Linked DNA regions of Mus musculus: region 1 is linked to region 2. Evidence: chromatin contacts called from public capture Hi-C data. All regions are on one chromosome and are shown on one strand. The core of a region is the stretch at or near the end of the contact, and the rest is flanking DNA. Distances in the headings are between cores, read along the strand shown.

The links. Capture Hi-C pulls out chosen DNA fragments and counts their contacts.
Region 1: a contact with region 2 is called in a capture Hi-C map of embryonic stem cells, with 2.2 times the contacts expected there. The contact joins two enhancer-like sites. A contact is called at or near these places in 2 of 115 datasets of contacts at active chromatin or transcription factors (bone marrow-derived macrophages and pancreatic cancer cells) and 1 of 9 other capture datasets (embryonic stem cells).

The regions. Positions count from the first base shown.
Region 1 is chr11:117,627,294-117,633,546 of GRCm38.p6, forward strand. Gm35170 (a long non-coding RNA gene) reads right to left here. Exons shown (of 4, transcript XR_003949818.1): 2 at 1,492-1,567; 3 at 1,181-1,385. Among named protein-coding and RNA genes, the nearest start is that of Gm35170, 9.3 kb to the right of the region's middle. Within about 2 kb of position 2,833, at least 4 of the 459 cell types and tissues checked have an H3K27ac peak or open chromatin away from gene starts, as enhancers often do. A contact at or near this core is called in embryonic stem cells, where this site is marked.
Region 2 is chr11:117,171,595-117,177,982 of GRCm38.p6, forward strand. No RefSeq gene overlaps it. Among named protein-coding and RNA genes, the nearest start is that of Sec14l1, 60 kb to the left of the region's middle. Within about 2 kb of position 3,452, at least 107 of the 459 cell types and tissues checked have an H3K27ac peak or open chromatin away from gene starts, as enhancers often do. A contact at or near this core is called in embryonic stem cells, where this site is marked.

The DNA.
Region 1 (6,253 bases), core at 1,583-4,082, 460 kb after region 2:
CTGCAGAATGCACATCGTGTCATGATCCCTCCCCTCACTACTCCTCCCCCCACAACCCCTCCCCCAGCCCCAGGGCTCCAGACTGCAGGTGCTACCTCCCAGGGTAAGAAACAGGGAGGTGCAGTGCCAGTGGGCTTCCTGAGCTGGGAGCCTGCAGGGCTACCTGATGCGTGGGCAAGGCTTGCCAGCAAGCAGCATGCACGCTGTGCCTGCCCAGGAAAGCCAGTTATGATACTAAGTCTTCAGCTTCCATACACTCCCTCTAAGACAAAGGCTTCTTGATACAATCAAATGGATGGCTTCCCACCGTGTCGTTATCCTGAACCCCTTCCCCAAGCCCCATCCCACCCCTCCTACGGGAGGGGGTTTTGCATGCCTTTTGTGCTTTTACATTCTCTCTCTCTCTCTCTCTCTCTCTCTCTCTCTCTCTCTCTCTCTCTCTCTCTCTCCTGACTTTGGTCCTCTGGCTTCACCCACTGAGTCACCTTGACAAGCTTTGGCCTCTTTAGTTTGATTTAAGAAAAAGGTCTCCAGATATAAGTCAGGCTGCCCTGGAACTCACTATGTGGACAGGCCACAAACTCAGCGATCCTCTCTCCCCAGCCTCCCCAGTGCTGAAATTGTAATGCAAGAGACGCCACGCCAGGCGCCAGGCGAAGCTTTGGGCTTTTACCAGAAGCTTTCTGGAGAGGTAAAGACTTTCAGTAGTGCCCCTTGGGGAGTCCCGTAAAGGCTTTAGGGAATACTCCAGGGGTCACCTGGGCTAGCACCTCATTCTGAATTGGGCTGGAGTGGGAACTGGAGCAGTGGGATGGGGGAGCAGTGGGCAGGAGTACCTCCCACCCTGTCGGAATGCAAATCACCGGCAGGGAGATGGATGATCCTGCAGGACAGCTCACAGGGTTCCCAGTGGGAGACATTTGTCATTTCCACTCTCCTGCAAGTTCCCCGCCTCTGTCATCCCTCCTCCCCTCCCTCCCATCCAGGTAGCTCCACTGGGCACAGGTGCCTGAGACAAACAAAGGCCGCTCCCTGCCCCCACCTCCTCCTGTCTGAAGGGATGATGTCTGGCCTGGTGCCACAGTAGATGTGGGCTGCCCAAGCTGTGCACAGAACAGCCTCTCTCAGGCATCAGGCAATGGCCCTTTGTCTCCCGCAGGGATAATTCGAAACCTCATACCTCTTTCCTCTGTGGGCTTCCCTGCTAATTGGCAAGTGTGTGCTCTGCGGCCATGCAGCTAAGATTTTCCATGATGTCAGCAGAGCGCCAAGATGCCTGGATTCACCCATCAGGCCTAGAGCGGGGGAACTGTCAGCCTGGTTGTGTTCCAGCAAGAATTAACATGCCGCTTGGCCCCCTCCTGCTGCCGCTGCTGTAGAAATGGCTGGTGAAGGGAGAGCCAGATGAATCTCTCCATCCCTGAGACTGTGACATTGCCAAAATATACAACACAACCATCATCCCGCCCTCTCCTTTCTGGGGTTCCTCACCTCTCTCAGAGGATAGAGAACACCACACAGGGAACAGGACTCAAGTGTTCCAGACCCAGTGCCAGGAAGTCGCAATCTATAAAGACAGAATGGGAGCCCTTTCTCAGTCCTGAGGAACAGCTCTGCCTGCCCGACTGCCTTCCATGTTTGGAGTGGATTCCCCAGTAATGGTGGACTGGGCTGGTGCATCTCGCCTCCCTTCTCTGCCCACAGCCTGCTCCACAAGCATTTCCCCCATTGAATTAAGAACTCCTTGTGGGATTGAGGTAGGGCAGAAAGATAGAAAAAATAAATAAGAGGGACAGGAGGAGAGAAGAAGCCCCGGGGAACAAGTTTGCCTTTCCTGTTGAAAATCAAGAAATTGTATCAACTTGTATCTTCAAGATGGCTCAGCAGGTAAAGATGCTGGCCTCCAAGTCTGAAGGCCTGAGTTTGATCTCAGGGTCCCACAGAGGGTCAGGGAGAGGATTGGCTCCCACAAAGTACACTCTGACCTTCACGTGAATGCTGTGGCACATATGCACATATGCATAAATTAATAAATCAATAAATGTAATTTTTAAATGAGAAAAGAAACTTCACCATAACTGATAAACCCAAAATTACCTATAGAGAGAAGCCCAAAGACTTCTCAACCACGGATGCTAAAAATAACGAATAGGGGCTGGAGTGATGATTCGGTGGTTATAGAGCACAGACTGCTCGTCCAGAGAACCCGGGTTCAGTTTCCAGCACGGACATGGCAGCTCACAGCTGTCTGTAACTTCAAAAAAGATCTGACAACCTCATACAGACTTTCAGGCAGGCAGAACACCAATATATACTTTTAAGAAGAAGGAGGAGGAGGAGCCGGGCAGCGATGGCACACGCCTTTAATCCCAGCAGTTGGGAGGCAGAGGCTGGCAGATTTCTGAGTTCAAGGCCAGCCTGGTCTACAGAGTGAGTTCCAGGACAGCCAGGGCTACACAGAGAAACCCTATCCAAAAAAAAAAAAAAAAGAGGAGGAGGAGAAAAAGAAAGGAGGACCACAAAGTTGCCCTCTGACTGTCAAACCAGAACAATGATGTATCTACACCCACACCCAGCACACACAGCAACAAGTACAATTTTAAAAACTGTTCAGTTTAAAAAATAAACTATGCCTACTAAGGGCCACAAAGTTTACAGCCTTCATTTTAACACACCAGGGTGCCTCTCTTCTCCAAACCTAAACAATGCGCTACAGAAAACTTCTTTATAATTCCGTTTCCAAAGAAATTAGTGTGTGGGGGGTGGGGTGGGGTGTGTAAGCATTTTCATGTAGATGCCCCAAAAGGCCAGACAAGAGCATTGAATCACCTGAAGTTGACAATATTAAGCCACCTTGGGGAGGTTAAAGTGCAAAGGCAGTGAGTGGGTGCTCTAAACCTCTGAGCCAGCACACCAGCTCTCCAAAAGTAATTCTTTAAGATAAAATAAGTAAGCTACCTCATATATTTAAATGTTGCTTTTGTTGTTGTTTGTTTGTTTGTTTGTTTGTTGTTTCCAGACAGGGTTTCTCTGTTGTAGCCCTGGCTGTCCTGGAAATCACTCTGTAGACCAGGCTGGCCTTGAACTCAGAAATCTGCCTGCTTCTGCCTCCCACATGCTGGGATTAAAGGTGTATAACACCACTGCTGGCTTATAAGGCCCCCTTTTTTTTTAAAGATTTATTTATTATTATATGTAAGTACACTGTAGCTGTCTTCAGACACAGCAGAAGAGTGAGTCAGATTTTGTTAGGGATGGTTGTGAGCCACCATGTGGTTGCTGGGATTTGAACTCTGGACCTTCAGAAGAGCAGTCGGGTGCTCTTACCCACTGAGCCATCTCACCAGCCCTATAAGGCCCCTTTAAAGACACATATCTTGAGAGATCTGTTGAGAAGCACACACCCATGGCGTGGAGCTTTGCTGTGCCCTTAAATCTAAGGCACAGGCTGGTCTTTAACTCTGCTCAATCAACTGGCTTTGCTCCCTGTTGGCTTCTCCCTGTTGGCTTGTCCTCAAATACTTTTCTGTGGTAAAAGGAAAGATCTGGGGCTGGTGAGATGGCTCAGTGGGTAAGAGCACCCGACTGCTCTTCCGAAGGTCCGGAGTTCAAATCCCAGCAACCACATGGTGGCTCACAACCATCTGTAACAAGATCTGACGCCCTCTTCTGGAGTGTCTGAAGACAGCTACAGTGTACTTACATATAATAAATAAATAAAAAAAAAAAAAAAAAAAAAAAAAGGAAAGATCTGGCTCTATCTTTGTGGTGTCCCTAAGGGGGAAGGAGATTTCTCAGGCTGCCAGCAGGCCCACTGAGCTGTGTGTCCCTGCTACCCTAACAAAACCAACACACGCTCAATTCTGGACAGACTTAAAACTCTTTGCCAGTGTTGGGATTGAATTGCCATCTTAGTGTTGAAAATATATTTCTCTCGCTGGCCTTATTTCCCTCACACGTTTACTGCCATCACTTCGAAGTCTTTTCTTGAATATTTGCTAGGTGGCAGCTCTGGATCACAACGGTTCTTACTGAGTCATGGGGCTGCAGATGAGTCGTACCCTGGGCTGACCCATGGCTCTGTTGACTGGCTAGCCATTACCAAGAGCTCCCAGAAACAAAGCCCCCATGTTTAGTCACCAGTATCCACATAAAAGCTGGTTCAGCGATGTGTGCCTGTAATCCCAGCCTTCCCTGGATCTGTCTAGCCAAACTGGTGAGCTCTAGGCTCAGTGAGGAACCCTGTCTCAAAAAATAAGGAGGAAAGTAATTGAGGAAGAAGACATCCATTGTTGACATTTGGTTTCCACAAGCTCGCATGTGTGCAAATGCATCCACTCGTCTACATATATGCACACACAGGAACCTATATATGCACACACAGGAACCTACATATATGCACACACAGGAACCAACATATATGCACACACAGGAACCTACATATATGCACACACAGGAACCTACATATATGCACACACAGGAACCTACATATATGCACACACAGGAACCTATATATGCACACACAGGAACCTATATATGCACACACAGGAATCTACATATGCATGGGGGAAGGAGGAGAAAGGAAAGGCTCCAGACCCAGCCTGTGTGCCACTTCAGGAGCTTGGCTCTGTCCCACCCTCATGTTCTATCTCCTGCCTTCGTCAGCCTCCAGCAGAAGCAGATACCTGGGGAAGCAAGCATTAAGCCCTTCTTGACTGTATCTTCCCTTTCGTCAATAAATAGCCCGAGACCCAGAATCAATGAAGACTCTGAGTTTATTCGCTTCTCTCTTTCTAGGTTTGTCTCTTCCCAACATGGAACTCCTCTGCTGGGGAGAAGGCCTGCCCCACCCCCTCTGTCACATCTCTTACCTGCCCCAGCTCTCTGTGGCCCATCCCAGGTTCCTCTTCAACCTGATGAAGCCTCCCCCTGCTAACATCCATGGTCCTGCTCCCATGCTTTCCTCCAGATGACTGTCAGCTCAGTGGCCCAGAGAGAGATGGACCAGGGTGCACTGTGAGAGGGGAGCGTCCGTGAGGGCAGGTGTTTGAAAATCATTGTAGTTAACTGGAGTGAATCCATGAACTGGAAGCATAAAAGGGAAGTGAGCTTTGAATTGTTTGTTGTGTACTTAAAGGGGTCATTGGAGAAGAGAACACAGGGGCATGTTCTTGCTTTCTTCAGGATTTCTACCTGGTTAATACTTTCTTGGGTATATTTATATGTGCATGCAGACACACACATACACATACATACACACACAGTCACACATACAAGCATACTCACACCTACACACTCATACACTCACACTCATATACTCACACAGTCACACAGTCACACACACAATCACACACAACATACTCACACATACAGTCATACACACCACACTCATACACACATACCACACTCACACACAGTCACACACACTATACTCACACATACACACATACTCACATATACACTCACACATACACACTCACACATATTCACACGCACTCACAAACACACACAGCCACACACACCACTCTCACACACATCACACTCACTCATACATACTCACAAACACATACACACCACACTCACACATACATACACACACGGTTATACACACACAATACATACATTCACACAGAGTCATATACACACCACACTCACAAACACACACACACACACACTCATACACACCACACTCAAAAACACACAGTCACACCACAGTCACAGATACATACACACAGTCACACACATACCACATTCATACATACACACACACTCACACACTCACATACACACTCACACATTCCCTCTGTCTCACACTCACATACACTCAGCACACACAGCCCTCTGCTGTCAGTAACATCTGTCTCTCTCACACATTCAAGGCTGCCCTGAGGCAGTCTTATCTACAAAGGAGAAATGGGGTGCCACAAACACAGGCTGGAAGAATCTGGCTTTTACCTTCTTTTGCTCAGATAGCGGTCTTAGGCTCTTTCTGTCCCAGAATTGTATGGGGAGACAGGGTTTGGGGGAACATGACTTCTCAGGGGACATACCCATTCAAGAATGGCTACTTGCCTCTGACCACCCCAGGGAAAGGCATATCCATGAACTTGCTGTTCCAACACCTTCCTCAGCCGATGAGAAGGATGGGGGCAGATGCACACCATTTGAGTCAGGCTCCACAAAATGCCCAGTCATTTCGTTCCTTCCCCAGTTCTGGGGGCAGGAAGGAGTCTGGGTCTGCAGTGGCCTGGGG
Region 2 (6,388 bases), core at 2,202-4,701:
AGGCCCTGCTTGGCTACCAGACCCAAAGAGAAGCAACCTATTATGCACTATGGAGACTTTACTAACTTAAAAAAAAAAAAAGAATGAGGCAGGGGGTGGGGGCTGACACGATGGCTCTGTGGGCAAAGGTGTTGGCTGCTAAGACTTCATGAATTCAGTACCCGGGACCCTCGTGGCCGAGGGAGAGAACTGATTCCTCTGGGCCAGTTGTCCTTAGACCTCCATAAACCATTCATGACATGGGCAGAAAATAAATACAATGTGCACTAAAAAATAAAAATACAACAAGCATCTCTCCCCTCCTTGAGGAAAGGGGATACATTAGTTAAACAACTCTGTTACATAAAACTCCACACAGAAATTATAGAGGCTGGTGATCCAATGCCTTTGGCTGTCAGCTACACTTAACAGTTGCTAACATTTTGCTGGTTTTTTTTTTTTTCCTTTAATTAAACATTAGGTATCACTTTCTTGACATTTTTCCCTAAATATTTTTAGACTTTTTTTTTAATGACATTTTAAGCATGTGTGGTGGCACATACCCGTGATTCTAGTACATAGGAGGTGGAGGCAGGGGGATCAGGCATTCAGGTCTACTCTCAGTTACCTTGTGAGAATTCAAGGACACTCTGGGCTCTGTGAGAGCCTGTCTCAAAAAAATAAAAACAGATTTATTGTTTTCTTATTGAAAAATACCGCCCAGGGTTACAGAAACTGGAAACTGACATTTCTCACTTAGAATTCACGCTACTGTCTAGACTCGTGTGTGCTGCTTAGACACTGTCTGTACCAGACCTTCCTCCTCTTTCTACGGCCTGCTCAGCCTGCAGGAAGCAGCTGAGGGCTGTGCATGGCCTGTCGTAAATGCAACTCTCATGTCACCTTTAGTCTAGAATGTGCTATGGTTTGGATATGTTTGCAGCGTGTTCCCCAGTGACCTGTGTGCTAGAAACTTGGTCCCCAGTGTAGTGGTGTCTCACAAGGACCATGTGATAGAAGCCGGGTCCTTGGCAGAATTGGGGTGATGTAACTTTACAAAGGGGTACCTATAAGGGTCAGGTCATGGGGGGGGTAACACTAATTTTGGTTTCCTTAAAAACCCAGTTATGTTATGTTATGTTTTTTTTAATCCCAGGTGTGGGATATGGGAATTATGATTGTCTCATACTCTAGGAGGGGTGTGATTTTTGCCAGCTGCAGATAGTTTACCTTTGGGACTCTGGAGAGGGTATAAATGGGGGGGGGACCCCAAGAGGGTCTGAGACAGCTGCTGACCCCTGCCACTGTGTTTGCTGGATTGCTACTTAGAGCTCTTCTGACAACGGAAGATTGGACTTGCCCCAAGGAACTTTGTAAAAATAATTTTCAAATCCTTGATGCCCCTAATTAGCAGGAAGTAGTCTAAGGAGGCCTCGGTTCCCTTTCCTCTCTAACCTTCTCTCTCTCCTACTCAGTGTTGGGCGTTGGAAGGGGCTAGGGTGGAATAAGGGTTGGAGGAGTGGTAGGTAAAAGAACCTGATAAAGTCACCCCCAAAATACACCTGCAGGGGCATTGCTGTGGTTCAATCAGTCTTTACTAGGCCGCTCACAGGGACTGGCTCCTGTCTCTCTGCCATCTGGGAGGCGTCCGGGTTCAGGGCTCATGGCAGCATGTCCGGGTTCAGGGCTCATGGCATCATGTCCACACAATGCTGTCTGCATCATCACTCAGATAATTCTCTTTAGATAAGTTTTATTTCTTAGTCTTATGAGATGGGGTGGGGTGCTGAGTGTCACAGCACGTGTGTTGGGTTAAGAGGACACTTGGCTCTCTCCTTCCACCTTGTTGAGGCAGGATTGCTTATTTCTGCCATGCTAACTGGCCCTCCATCTTCAGGGCAGTTCTCACTGTAGGCTGCTGGGTTCCAGATTCGCACCACCACATGCAGCTTCTGTTTGCATGGCTTCCCTGTGCACAGGACTGAGCCATCCGGCGGTGGGAGCAGGAGTGAGCTTACCTGATGAGCCATCTCACAAGCCCGATCTTTTCCTGAAAGACCCGGCCGTGAGTATTGTGTAGCAACAGGAAACGGACTAAGACAAAGGCCCTGACGGTAGGAGAGCCCGGGCCAGAGGCCTGGGGTACCAGGCTTCCAGCTGGCATTTTGTGTTTCCCAAGGCCTGTTTGGTGCATGCTGGTGCCAAGACAGGTCTCATCAGATTCACACTCAACTTTTGGGCCAGCCTGGCTCATAGACATCAGAAGGCTGGGGTAAGAGCTAGTCTTCTCCATTGCTAATGTTCTGTTGGTGACCCCCTGGTAATCTGGGGGTGGCACTTGGGCACTGGTGACATCTGGTTTCCTGCAGTCTGTGAGGAGTTATTGCTTGAACCAACTCTTTCATGCAGGGGCTGCAGAGTGCCCAATTCCTTTCCTCTCCCATCCCCCTCCCCCTCCCCCTCCCACCTCCCTCCCCTCTCCCACCTTTCCTCCCCTTTCTCCTCTTCCACTTTTTTTTTTAATGACACGCTCTCACATAGCCCAGGCTGGCTTGGACCTTCACTGGATAGCTGAGGAAGACCTAGGCCCTCTGATCCTCCTGCCTTCAGCAGGCATGTGCCACCATGCCCAGTTTATGTAACACTGGGAAGAAAACCCAGGGCCTCACGCATCCCAGCTAAGGAAGCTTCCAACTCAGCCACAGCACTCTTTTTTTTTTTTTTTTAAATGAAACAAAATTAGAATTCCCTGAGAAAAACGTGTACACTGAAGCACAAGCATTAAGACTGAGGATGCTAATGCTCCGCTCCGCTGGCAGTTGTCGGAAGCTGCAGAGGGAAGAAGGCTTGTCTTGGTTCATGGTCCTATCTGTACTTTTGGTTACTTTATTGGCTTTTTCCCCTACTGCTCTTCTCCATCCTATTCCTTCCAACCTCCAACACTAGGTAGGAAAGAAAGAAGGCTGGGGTGGGGGTGGGGGCGGACGGGGCATCGATCCCGTTAGACTACTTCCTGCTGACTAGGGGCGCTGAGTTCCTTGGAGCAAATCCAATCTTTGCAATCAGGATACCTCCAAGCAGCCGGAGCAGCTGCTGCAGCCTCTCTCCGGGCGGTTCTGGCATTTTTATACCGTCTCAAGAGTCCCCAGAATTCCATACACACTATCTTCAGCAGGAAGAATCACGCCCCTGCCAGAGCCCGCGATAAATCATAGTTAGCTGCTGTGGACAATCTGAGGCAGCCCCAGATTCCACACCTGGGATTGAAACAAAAACATATTCCTGTAACATTTGCTGTGTTTTTAGAGAAGTCAAGATTCTCACAGCACATGGTTGCGAGGAGTTTCAGTTACTCAGGATTTGGGAAGGCATTGCTGCTGAAGTGGCTCTTTCTCGTGGCAGTAGGAGCTCACAGTCCCGCTTGTAGACATCTTCGTAAGCAGGAAGCACAGTGCGCAGGAAGCACAGTGCGCGCTGGGAGGAAGCAGGCTCGGTCTGTACCCCTCAAGGCCCATGTCTTCCAGCTGGGCTCTAGGTCTCAAAGGTTCCATAGTCCCTAAAACAGCACTTCCAGCCGGGGACCATGTGTCCAAACAGAGGAGATCCTGGCGATACTTTGTATTCAGACCGTAGTAAGGTTTAGGGGAAAGGGATTCGGGTGGGATTCCCCTGTGGGCGTGACTTCCCAGAGTGGGCGTGGCCTCCCGAGTGGGCAGGGCTGCTTGAGCGAATTACTCAGGTTGCAGCTTTTATTGTCTTCCTAAATTTATTTTAACTATTTGCTTGGAGATAGGTCTCACTAAGTGGCCCTGGCTGGCTTTGAACTCACACAGATCCTCCTGCCTCTGCCTCCCAGTGCTAGAATTAAAGGTGTGAATGTCACCATGCTCTGACGTTATTGTTTTTTAAAGATTTATTAGTTATTCATGAGTGTATGCCTGTGTGCATGTGTGTGTGTACACACGTGTGCAGTGTCCTCAGGATCCAGGAGGCGACACTAGACCCCGGAGCTGCAGTCACAGGCGGTGGTAAGGTGCAGCTGTGGGTACTGGGAATCAGAGCTCCATCTTCTGTAACTGCGTGCTCTCGCCGGCTGAGCTTTCTAACCAACCTCTGCTCTTTACATAACTCAGCCGGCCTGCAAATTCATGCTCCATCTCCCTCAGACTTCTAAGTGCTAGAACCGCAGGGTCCAACTTTCGAACATCGTTTATCCCGGTATTGCCTGGCACTCTTCCAAAAGGAGACATTCCCCCCTCTGCTAGGCAACCTGTCTTGGCTGTCAGGGTGGGCTCTGAAACCTGTTCCCCAGCCTTCTAGTTTCATGACTGGTAGCAAATGTAGCCATCACTGCAAGAAGCAAATGAGCTCTCACACACTTCTCATCCATTTTTATTAATAAGAGAAAGGTATTGTGAGTGTGTGCGCCTGTGCATCCTGCTCCCTGCCCCAGGGCCTTTGCACCCACCCTCTCTGCCTGCAGTACTCTTACCCCCGCTCTTTGCATTGCCACCCCTTCCTAACAACCTGGTTTAAAGAAACACGGCCTGCCTGGAACTTCCTAGAATGGCCTCAGTAACTTTCCCCACTGGACTCAAGTTTCCCCGAGAGCAGGGAGCTCACAGGCCAGAGATAGCAGCTAGGCTTCACTGCACTGTGACCCTGAGCCAGACTCTGTGCCAAGGAGGAGACAGGAGGATGGTCACCACCACCCGTACCGCCCCCAGCCCCCCCCTCCACAGAGGCACTTGTGAAGGTGCTAGATTCTAAGATGGTGGTACTGGGGTGGAAGAGAAGAGAGGACAGGCGCTGGGTGTGGCAGGTGATCTGGGTTTCTGTCTCACTGCGGCCTGGATGAGGTCACCTCAGCAAGGTCGGGGGAGGGGGCAGGCTGGGGACCGGGCTGACACTGGCCTGTGAGCTGAGCTGGGCTTGGCCAGAACTGGTGTTACCTGTTCCTCCTGCCAGCAGAGGGCGATACCAGAAGGAACCTGGAGACTGTTTCATACATGTATGTGTGCTGTGTATACACACATAGTGTGCATGTGTGTTCATGTAGTATGTATATGCATGTGTGGGTACATACACACACATATATATATGACTGTGATTGTGTGCATGTTGCTATGTATGTGCATTTTACGCATGTCAGTGTTTGTGTGCTGTATACCTGTGTACATATACCTTTGAGCTTGGGTGTATATTTTGTGTGTAAATGTGTGTTTACACTTGTGTACATACGTGCATATACACATATTTGAGTGTGTGTTTGTGTACATGTGTATATGTGGATGAGCGTGCATGTATGTGAGTATGTATTTGTGTACATGTGAATGCTTGTGTGTAACAGGAGGCTCTAGGGACAGGTGGAACACAGGGTCACAGATGCTCTCAGTAATTGTCCATCTCCTCTTCCTGGCTGCGGGCTATGTTCCTCTTATCTATGGATCGGGGATCATAAACAATTATACTCAGTGTGTTAGTCACACACCGGCCCTGCCTGGCCCTGGAGTGCATGCCTTCTGCAGACTGGGATAGTCCTCTGAACAGCCCTGCAAATGACATTACTGAATGGGGCTGGGCCCAGGTGTCAGGGAGAGACCTGCTCCCCTACCCCACCCTCCACCCCTCGCTGTTCAGCTTACCTCTGGCCCTATGTGTCCTGCCCCTCTTTCTCCATTAGCACCCAGAATGAAGGGGACACAGGAACCTGATACGCAGGTTCAGAGCGGCTGAGGAGTGGAGTCAGTGGGTAACAATGAGAACCCCCTCACAGCAAGAGCCCAACAGACAGCATCAATGGTTTGAAAGAGGTAACAATGACCTAGGAAGGGGTCATCCAGTGGCCTGTCCCTTGAGACAAGCATGTTGCAAAATGCCTGCCCCTTGTTCTCCACTGTCCCTGCCAGCAAGTACTGACCCATGTGAGACCAACCTCATTCCTGAGGCGACATCGCCACCTGCTGGAGAGTGAGATCCTGTGTAGCTCAGGACCTGGAGCTCCTGGCTTTGGACACTCACCCTCTCCCGCCCCCCCCCCCCACCGCCCCCACCCCACGCACCCCCCCCCCAGCTTTGTGGCCCCCACCACACCTTTCCTTCCTCCCTCTCTCCCTCCCTCCCTCTTGGGTGTTCCAACCTGCATCTTGCTCTGATTCCCACCAGCCTACCACATGGGCACTGTTATCTCCAAAGCTTAAAGTCCACGGGTTGTACACAGGACTAGAGTCCAGGAACAATGGCTACAGAATCTCTTGAGACTGTTGGCCTGGAAGACCCTGGACTGCCAGCTTAGCTTTGACCTCCTCCAGGAAGTCCTTCTGCCCTACCCCATGAGGGTGACACTCCTGCCCCGCGTCACGTGCTTACTAAGTCCTCACTGGTAGCCAGCTTGTCACCGACCCCTAGG